Regions from separate parts of the Siniperca chuatsi genome. Here region 2 is linked to region 1. A link is a contact called in public Hi-C data. All regions are on one chromosome and are shown on one strand. Each heading gives the region's core, a stretch centred on a gene start, on an enhancer-like site or on the middle of the called end of the contact. The rest is flanking DNA. Distances are from core to core; before and after follow the strand shown. Region 1 overlaps nme7 (nucleoside diphosphate kinase 7). Region 2 holds the start of zbtb11 (zinc finger and BTB domain-containing protein 11).

Region 1 (4,095 bases), core at 855-3,354:
TCAGAATGTACGTGATGACAAGACGTGTATTCCTGCGATTTTTTTTTTATATAGTTATACAGTTTTTGTAATTTAAAACAGGCTATAACTCTAAAATTAAAACAAGTTACCCCCACATGGTATTATGTCACATTGTATTTTCATAAGACATTTGTCCAAGGTGAAGATGGCACTTTTATTCTGCTGCTTAATTGTTAAAATGACATACAGTAATCCCTGTGATGTCTTCTTTTGTGAAGTGCAGAGATAAAACACATTTTTTTGGGGGGGGAAAGATTGATCAAATTGGAAAGTCAACCAAAACTGTTTTTCACCACGCTATATGTAGTAAAAAAAGCAGTTGTTCACCTTCACTAGCATGTAAATGTATGTGTATACTGTATTTGCATGTTTGTAAGTGGTAAGAGCAAGGTTGGCACAATCTTCATCATAGTAGTGACTGGAACTTTAAAAAAAATTTAAAAAATTGCATATTACATTAAACTAAATTCTCATAAATGTGCTGCACAGTAGAATAGACCACACTGGCAGCCTTATGCATGTGACAGGCTCCCTCACTTCAGCATGGCTGGACAGTCAGCGGTGCAAGAAGGATCAGGCGTGAGACTTTTTTGATGATTTTCTGGATGGTCATGTAACCACCAGGTTTGGCCCCTGCCATTACTGTCCACAAAAGCCAGCGGCCATTACGTGAACATCAGTCTAGCAAACTACGGGACTCATTAAAATCAAATTAAACTCTGACTGCAGGTCACTCATGGGTAACTAATGCAATTACAGAGAGCAGTGCTTTGCAAAGAATTCTTTTATCACGAAGTAAATCTCCCCCTAATTGCCCCTTCGCCATCTTTGGCTTTAGTCTCATGTAGCATGGGACACATAAAGAACTGGCTACTGCCTGGTCAGGGCTATTTTGCAGATAGTTATGCACAGGCTGCTGTTTGTAGTTTCCTTAGACACAAACCCACAACATACTGACACATACTGTATTATACTGACAATGATTATTTCACAACTGATATTAATAAATGATGGTAATTAATAATAACTTTCCTAATTTAACATCCTAAGCAAATGTGTAACTTCAAAATGCAACACTCTTTGGAAAGGAGCTAAAATAGAACCCCGCTGACCCACAGTTCCCATGATCCTTGCAACAATTTCTTTCTTTCAGTCAATTCAATGTCGTGTTGTAGAATCATTTGAACCAGGAGACTCGTTTTCCACAAGGCTTTTGTTTCATTTGAGACAATGAACGGCTTGGAGGAGAAGGGTAGGTTGATTTATGACCTTGAAACTTGTTCCTGCCGTTTGTGTGCGCTCTATAAACCACTGGAGGATAAAGAACTTGTCATAGGAAATGGTTCCCTGCCGTAAGACAGACAAAACAAACCTTAGGTGGTGTTTTACATATGTGAATGCATTTGTAACTTGTTATATTATTGATTCTCCGATAAAAAACAAAGAGACTTTTCAGTTACAGTGGTTAGTTTTGATCAGTTTTATGTATATTCGCTTTGTTGTTGACCTTACTGCTCAAACAAGATCAAACATACCTGTGTGAGGCTGTTTTTTAAAAGCATAAAATATCACAGAATTTGCTTTTCCCAACACGTTGTATAATGTTGCTTTCCTTTAAGAAAGAAGAGTTAATAGTCATCTTGGTGAAGTAATTATTCACATATTGTCCCTCCCTTGATGGCAGACCCTGTGGGAGGGTTGCATTTCCTGGAGGCACCAAGTACCAAAGGGCAAGAGAGCCCCGCTGTGACCTTGGGAGTGTCTGATGTTGAAAGGAAATAGACCGACACTCAAGATAAAGTTACTGCCTGGAGAAAAAAGCAATGAAAAGGAGAACTCAGTGTCTCCATAATGTATTTGTTGTGTACAGTGATGAGAAAATATTTAAAGGTATGGACATTGTATTTGATTAGTTTCAGAACTGCACTATATAGAAAGGAGTGGTATGGAAAGTGTTACTAGTAAGCCTAGAAGTATCAACAATACCTGTATTATAGCAAGAGACTGAGACTATGCTATGTTAACATTTCTTTTATCCTCAAATGTAAATAGGAAGGAATGGTAATTTATTCCACTATTCAGTGTGTAAAAAAGTTTGCTGAGTGTCAGTGTTTTGTCACTTCCTCTACAGGATCACATGTGTAGTTGCTGAGTAATCACTTTGTCTTAGTACATGCCTTACAGTACAGGATGTTCAGTTTCGAAACTCCACTCTATCATCCACACAAGATTTGATATTTTCATGTCATTGTTTTTTTTTGTTCCAAGTTTGCGATACTGAGTTGAATGCTAAAATAATCTGATTTGTTTTATCAGTGAAGGAATCACAGTCAAGATGTTTTTATTTCAACAGGAAATTTCCCGGCATCTTCGTCCAACCACACTGCGTGCTCTTTATGGCAAAGACAAAGTGAAAAACGCAGTCCATTGTACAGACCTCCCTGAAGACAGTGTTCTGGAGGTGGGTGGTGTGTCACTGTCACACGCACATTGTACCCTCTGTGTACCGTAGAATACACCCACATTATTTCATCTGTGTAGTTCCACGGATCCTTCAAAATAGGTTTCCTCATTGTCTCTCAGTCCATGCATAAATAATTACCTTGCATTTAGCCAAGAACAAAAACCCCCGACTTTGTGAAGCCATGTCTTTAGACGAGTCTCATGACTCTGCTCTGTGGGCTGGGGCAACCTTAGCTCACTCTGGTTTTGAGGAGAACAAGAATGGCAGAGGAATTTGAAACAAAACCATTGTTTTGCAGGGAGTGGGTCTGACCCATCAAGCGTCATTGTTCAGGAAAACTCCTGATCTGTAGCCTGGACAAATGCCTCCTTGTTAAACATTAGCCTGTGACTGACTAAGCTGCCATTTTCCCAAGACTGGGACATAGTGGCCAAGAAAGGGCTTGTGCAGAGGAGAATTTACTCTGTGAACTTTCACAATGTCACGCTTCTAATATTAGAGAGGAAGGACTGGCTGATACTTTGATGTTTAGGTTTGATTCAGTTGGTACTGTAATTCATTTTCAATTCCTTTTACAGGTGCAGTATTTCTTCAAGATTTTGGATGGGTGAATGCAAAGGAGAAAACATGTAACTACATATTCAAAGACTTCACAGTTGTCTCATTTTTCTGTTTTATTGTTTCAGCCTTATGCAGATTAAATAAAGTGACAAGAGCAGACTCTTGACAGTTTTGATCTGTAACATTGAATTAAGTATTTTCACACCAACTACACATCTTATTACACGGGATACTGCATTGCCTCTGATATTCTTTAACTTTTTGACCAGCGACTTTGGTATTGGATTCATACATTAAACTTTGAAAAAAATGTACAACTGCATAAATATAAAATTCTTCCACCATGAATATGGCTAAAACATTCAATAGTAAGTAGCATCACGACATGTGATGTCTCCAGCAAAACAGATTTCAAAGCACTGAGTTGCCACTGTTTCCGTGGAGGTGACAGTCTTCTAGGCTGGACCCACAAAGCTCTACACTATGAATTAAGAATCGTCAGATGTAAGAGTATCAAACAGAAATGTCATCAAACCATATCCTACAGCTAATGTGAACAACAAAGAAAAGGTGTACAAATGTATCCTTCCACAGTCAACTTCAACAACTTGGATAAAGAAACACACACAAAAAAAAGGTTCCATGGAGCGCAGTCATTTACTCATATAGGGGCCTTAAAGGTTCAGAGTACCTTAGTATTAGCTAGTATTTCAGTTAGTCAGAGCACAGTAACACACACTCCACACACTCACATAAACTAACACACCTGCACACAGACACGAGCGCACGCACACACACCTTGGACCACTAAAGCTGACAGAAGAGGTTACAACAGGACTGGACTACAGCACTGGACACTCCAAAAATATATAGAAACCACATTAGGATGAAATACTTTGGGGACAGAAACACAGCTCGCTACACGTCAGTAGTGGAATTGCAGTTTTACAGTAATCGATGAACACATCCCATGGCTCAAGGAATATTTTCATGTACAGTAGAATAAATATTTGCTATTGCTACTCTTGTATTTTACATTCTAACCCTCG
Region 2 (3,766 bases), core at 577-3,076, 48 kb after region 1:
GCTAAACCAAGATGGTGAACATAAAAACCATCTGCATGTTAGCATTGTCATTGTGAGCATGTTAGCATGTTGCCGTTAGCTGTGTACAGCCTCACAGAGCCGATAGCATGGTGGGAAGATTCAGTGATTAATCACTTATTTGAAAATATATTTGATACACTAATCGATAATGAAAACAATCAGTAATCATTAATAATCAAAACATCAGTAAGTGGTTAGGATGGAGCATCTTTTAAGAGGCTGGTTTCATGCCCCTGTACTGAGAAATCCCCACCACCCACGAGAGTATCATTCTCTTCATGTCTCTGCTCTCTGACCTCGGTGTGGAGGATGAAAACAAAAAGAGAATTTCCTCTCAGACGTCAGTATTGTATCAGACCCTGTATGTATGAAAAAACGTAAACTGTGCTTTGTTTTTGAAAATGTAACTTTTATCTCATTTCTTTCAAATCTCAGAGAGCTGGCCCTGTTGGAAAGACTTTTTATCTAAAGAGCGGAGGTGATAAATGACACTCGGGATGCTTGTCCCATAACTGAAGCTAATGTGGAATGTGTTGTGTACAGTACACACAGATATATGACTTATCTCCACCATTGAGAGGGTTAGCTTATCGACACTTCTGTCAAGCTAATTATGCAAAACTAGGCCTGATCTCTTCAGTGCCAAATATTAGAGCTGAAAAGCTGATTTCATGTGTTTCTATGGACATATGGGAACATGTGGTCTTTAATGTTGCCTACAAGCAAGAGTATCCATGTATGAACTCTGTGGGGTGTTCTTCAAGTAACCTGCTTTCATAGTGACAAATATCACACACAAAAAATACTTTCATATAGGAAATGAATCAAAACCTCATCTCACTTGACTCACGATTTTGATCACTTGAAAAAAAAAAAGCAAGTGATACTAATGTAATGCCAATCAACCCAGCTTTATTTAATAATGCAGCAAATGGTTGTGTAGACTGAAAAGCTAATGTAAAAAATAGGTCTTTAGACAGGATTTAAAATGCCAACAGTGAGGGAAAACCTGACAGTGAGAGGTAAACTGTTCCACAGCTGGGGGGAACAATGGAAAATGTTCGATCATCCTTGGATTTCACCTTGGACAGTGAAAAGGAGAGTCTGACTAAATGATTTCGGGGTCCAGGTGGAAGTCAGAAATATAAACTGCTGCCTTAAAACTTTCAACTCAAATGAACCTGCCTTTGACTCAAGGGACTCACACGGGAGTGTGCCCCCACTTTCTTATATGTGTATATTATTGGCAGGATGCTTAAGCCATTAAAGGACTCATTTGAACTGGAATCAGTCTGGTTTAATTGCACCGTCTCCAAACATGTACCATGTATGCAAGTATGCAGTTAATATGTTACTGGAAGAGTAGTTACACACTTTTACTCAACCACTGGAGTATAATTTAGCGCTACGACTGCCTCCAAATTAATTTACCTTTAGATTCTGCAATATTTCTTTATTTAACTCATACATGGGACTGCCACAATGGATAGGAGATCTGGTTGAGTCAATCTAACTTGAGACCAACAGTTCCAGAGTAAAAAATGAAGGACTACTACTACTACTGCAGAGATATATATAGTATATGTCATTTTGTCATTACCTTAGTTCATTACAATAAAACTGAGAAACATAACTGCCAGAAATAAGGACAAAATCAAATAATGATAGCCTACTTATAAAAATAACTTGAAAAAATTCTAAAGTGACCATGAGAGTGTTGCCTTTCTACGGTGGCATAAGTTTGCACATTGCCCCCTCTTGTGGCGGATAATGCTCACGACGTGCTTCCGCCATTGCTTACGCAAATTCCGGTTGTGCAGCAGCCATTTTGTCTGTTCGGGCAAGTCTACCCTGACGGTTACAAACTGCAGTTCCACCTTAGGAAACAATTTGAAATGTTGTTGTGGCATTTCTATTTCACGTTATCTACTATCTGAGCGCCGTATAAAATTTATATCACACTTTTATAAGCCGAAGAGGGCCCGCCTCTTCGAAATAAATTCATCATTCAGCGTGGAAAACGCGGGTCAGCTGAGACATGTCGTGCGAAGAAAGCTACTTGGCCATCATACGCTATCTGACTGATGAACGGGAGCCATATGCGCCGGGGACGCCTGGCAATACCAAAAGAAAAATACGCAAAGCGGCTACCTGCTACGTTGTGCGGAACGGGACTTTGTTTTATCAGCGTCGACTGAAGGGCCAGAATGACTTCACAGAGCTGGAGGTGGTGCTGCAGGACGGCCGGAGGAAGGAACTTATCAACGAGGCGCACATTACTGAAGGAGGGGAGCACCTCAACCAGCAACTCACCTGGGAGTCTATCTCTCAGAATTACTGGTGGAGAGGTAAGATACTGAAGCCAAGCCACAGTATCTACGTAGATATAACGTTAGTCACTGTTAGATAATTAAATCAGCTGGTGAACCGGTGTAAACATAAGCCTGTATAAAAAAAAATACGCCACCCGTCACATCGATACAGAGTTACTCTCTGTCTCCATCTAGCGGTTAGTTAGAGCTGTATTTGTCCTTGGACCGTTTAATCCGCAGTATTGAGAATTAATTTAAGTACGTATAAAGACCACGAGACGGACGGGAAGTTGCTAAATGACATTGGATAACTTGACTAACCATCTGATTGCACGTGCATGCACCACTCTGACTTTTCAAACAGTCTACATCTCTACACACAGGAAGAGAAAATAAATACAAAAAATGTACTAGGGGCAAATATTGATATCTAATTAAGGAAAAAATGCTAAAAATTCATGGTTTCAGTCAATGTTTTCCCGTTTTCTTAGTCTTCTATGATAGAAAATGTAATATATTTGGGATTTTGACTGTTAATCAGACAAAACAAGCAGTGTGAACACATTGGGCCTGGGCAATTAAGATGGGCAAATAACTGTCAGATAATGAAAATAATTTAGTTCTGCAGCCCAAATTTTGATTGGAGTAGTTTACAATGATGGCGTTGTCACTGTGAGTGACGTGTCCTTTTATTTTTGACGCCTTCAGGTATCCTGAAGAATGTCAAAGACCACATCAGAGAGTGTGCTCAGTGTCAGAGCAGGCGGAGTGCTGATGACGGCTCTGGACCTCGACTGTTCTCCCGGCCGGGGAGACGCAAGGCGGCTGCCAACGTGAATGATGAGGAGGACGAGGAAGAGGAGGAAGAAGAGGGAGATGATAGTTTATTCCTCACTGACCCAACTTGTCAGCTGAGATCCAAGTTGGCCAAGACGATGGCCAAGCACGAACTGGTCTTTGTATGTTTCACAGATTTGTTTTTGTGTAAGGTATCATATTGCTTCTCCTGCAATTGAGTCTTTTGTTAATGGAGTCGTTTGTTGGTGTGTATTGTGTGTGTGTGTGTGTGTGTGCTATTTCCAGGTGGACAGCAAAGGTGAGGTGAATCAGTTCCTGCCCAAACACAGCCAAACCATGTTGGACAAACTCAACCAGCAGCGCCTCAGCAATCAATTCTGTGACATCACTCTACTGATCGAAGGAGAGGAGTACCGCGCACACAAAGCTGTACTGGCAGCATGCAGCGAATACTTCAATGAGCTCTTTTTTGAGAAGGGGGCTGCCTCCACACATGAAGCTGTGGTCGACCTCTCTGGTGAGACCTTGTTTCTGACGTTTTCTGTGTTTTGCACAGCTGCTCAGTTTTAACCTTCATTCTTCTCTCTCCAGGTTTCACCAAAGCCAGCTTCCTCCCGCTGTTGGATTTTGCGTAC

Evidence for each region. Hi-C and Micro-C count contacts between places; a contact is called where the count stands out from the background.
Region 2: a contact with region 1 is called in a Hi-C map of skeletal muscle, with 2.4 times the contacts expected there. The contact joins the promoter of zbtb11 here to the enhancer-like site in region 1. A contact is called at or near these places in 2 of 3 Hi-C or Micro-C datasets (liver and skeletal muscle).

The regions. Positions count from the first base shown.
Region 1 is chrLG6:25,296,042-25,300,136 of ASM2008510v1, forward strand. It overlaps nme7 (nucleoside diphosphate kinase 7), which reads left to right. Exons shown (of 11, transcript XM_044199370.1): 10 at 2,375-2,482; 11 at 3,064-3,843. The coding sequence ends at 3,096. It overlaps atp1b1a (sodium/potassium-transporting ATPase subunit beta-1a), which reads right to left. Exons shown (of 6, transcript XM_044199380.1): 6 at 3,145-4,095. Among protein-coding and RNA genes, the nearest start is that of atp1b1a, 11 kb to the right of the region's middle. Within about 2 kb of position 2,105, the one cell type or tissue checked has an H3K27ac peak away from gene starts, as active enhancers do. A contact at or near this core is called in liver, where this site is marked.
Region 2 is chrLG6:25,344,509-25,348,274 of ASM2008510v1, forward strand. zbtb11 (zinc finger and BTB domain-containing protein 11) reads left to right here and starts at 1,827. Exons shown (of 10, transcript XM_044199383.1): 1 at 1,827-2,369; 2 at 3,042-3,292; 3 at 3,417-3,648; 4 at 3,723-3,766. The coding sequence starts at 2,060.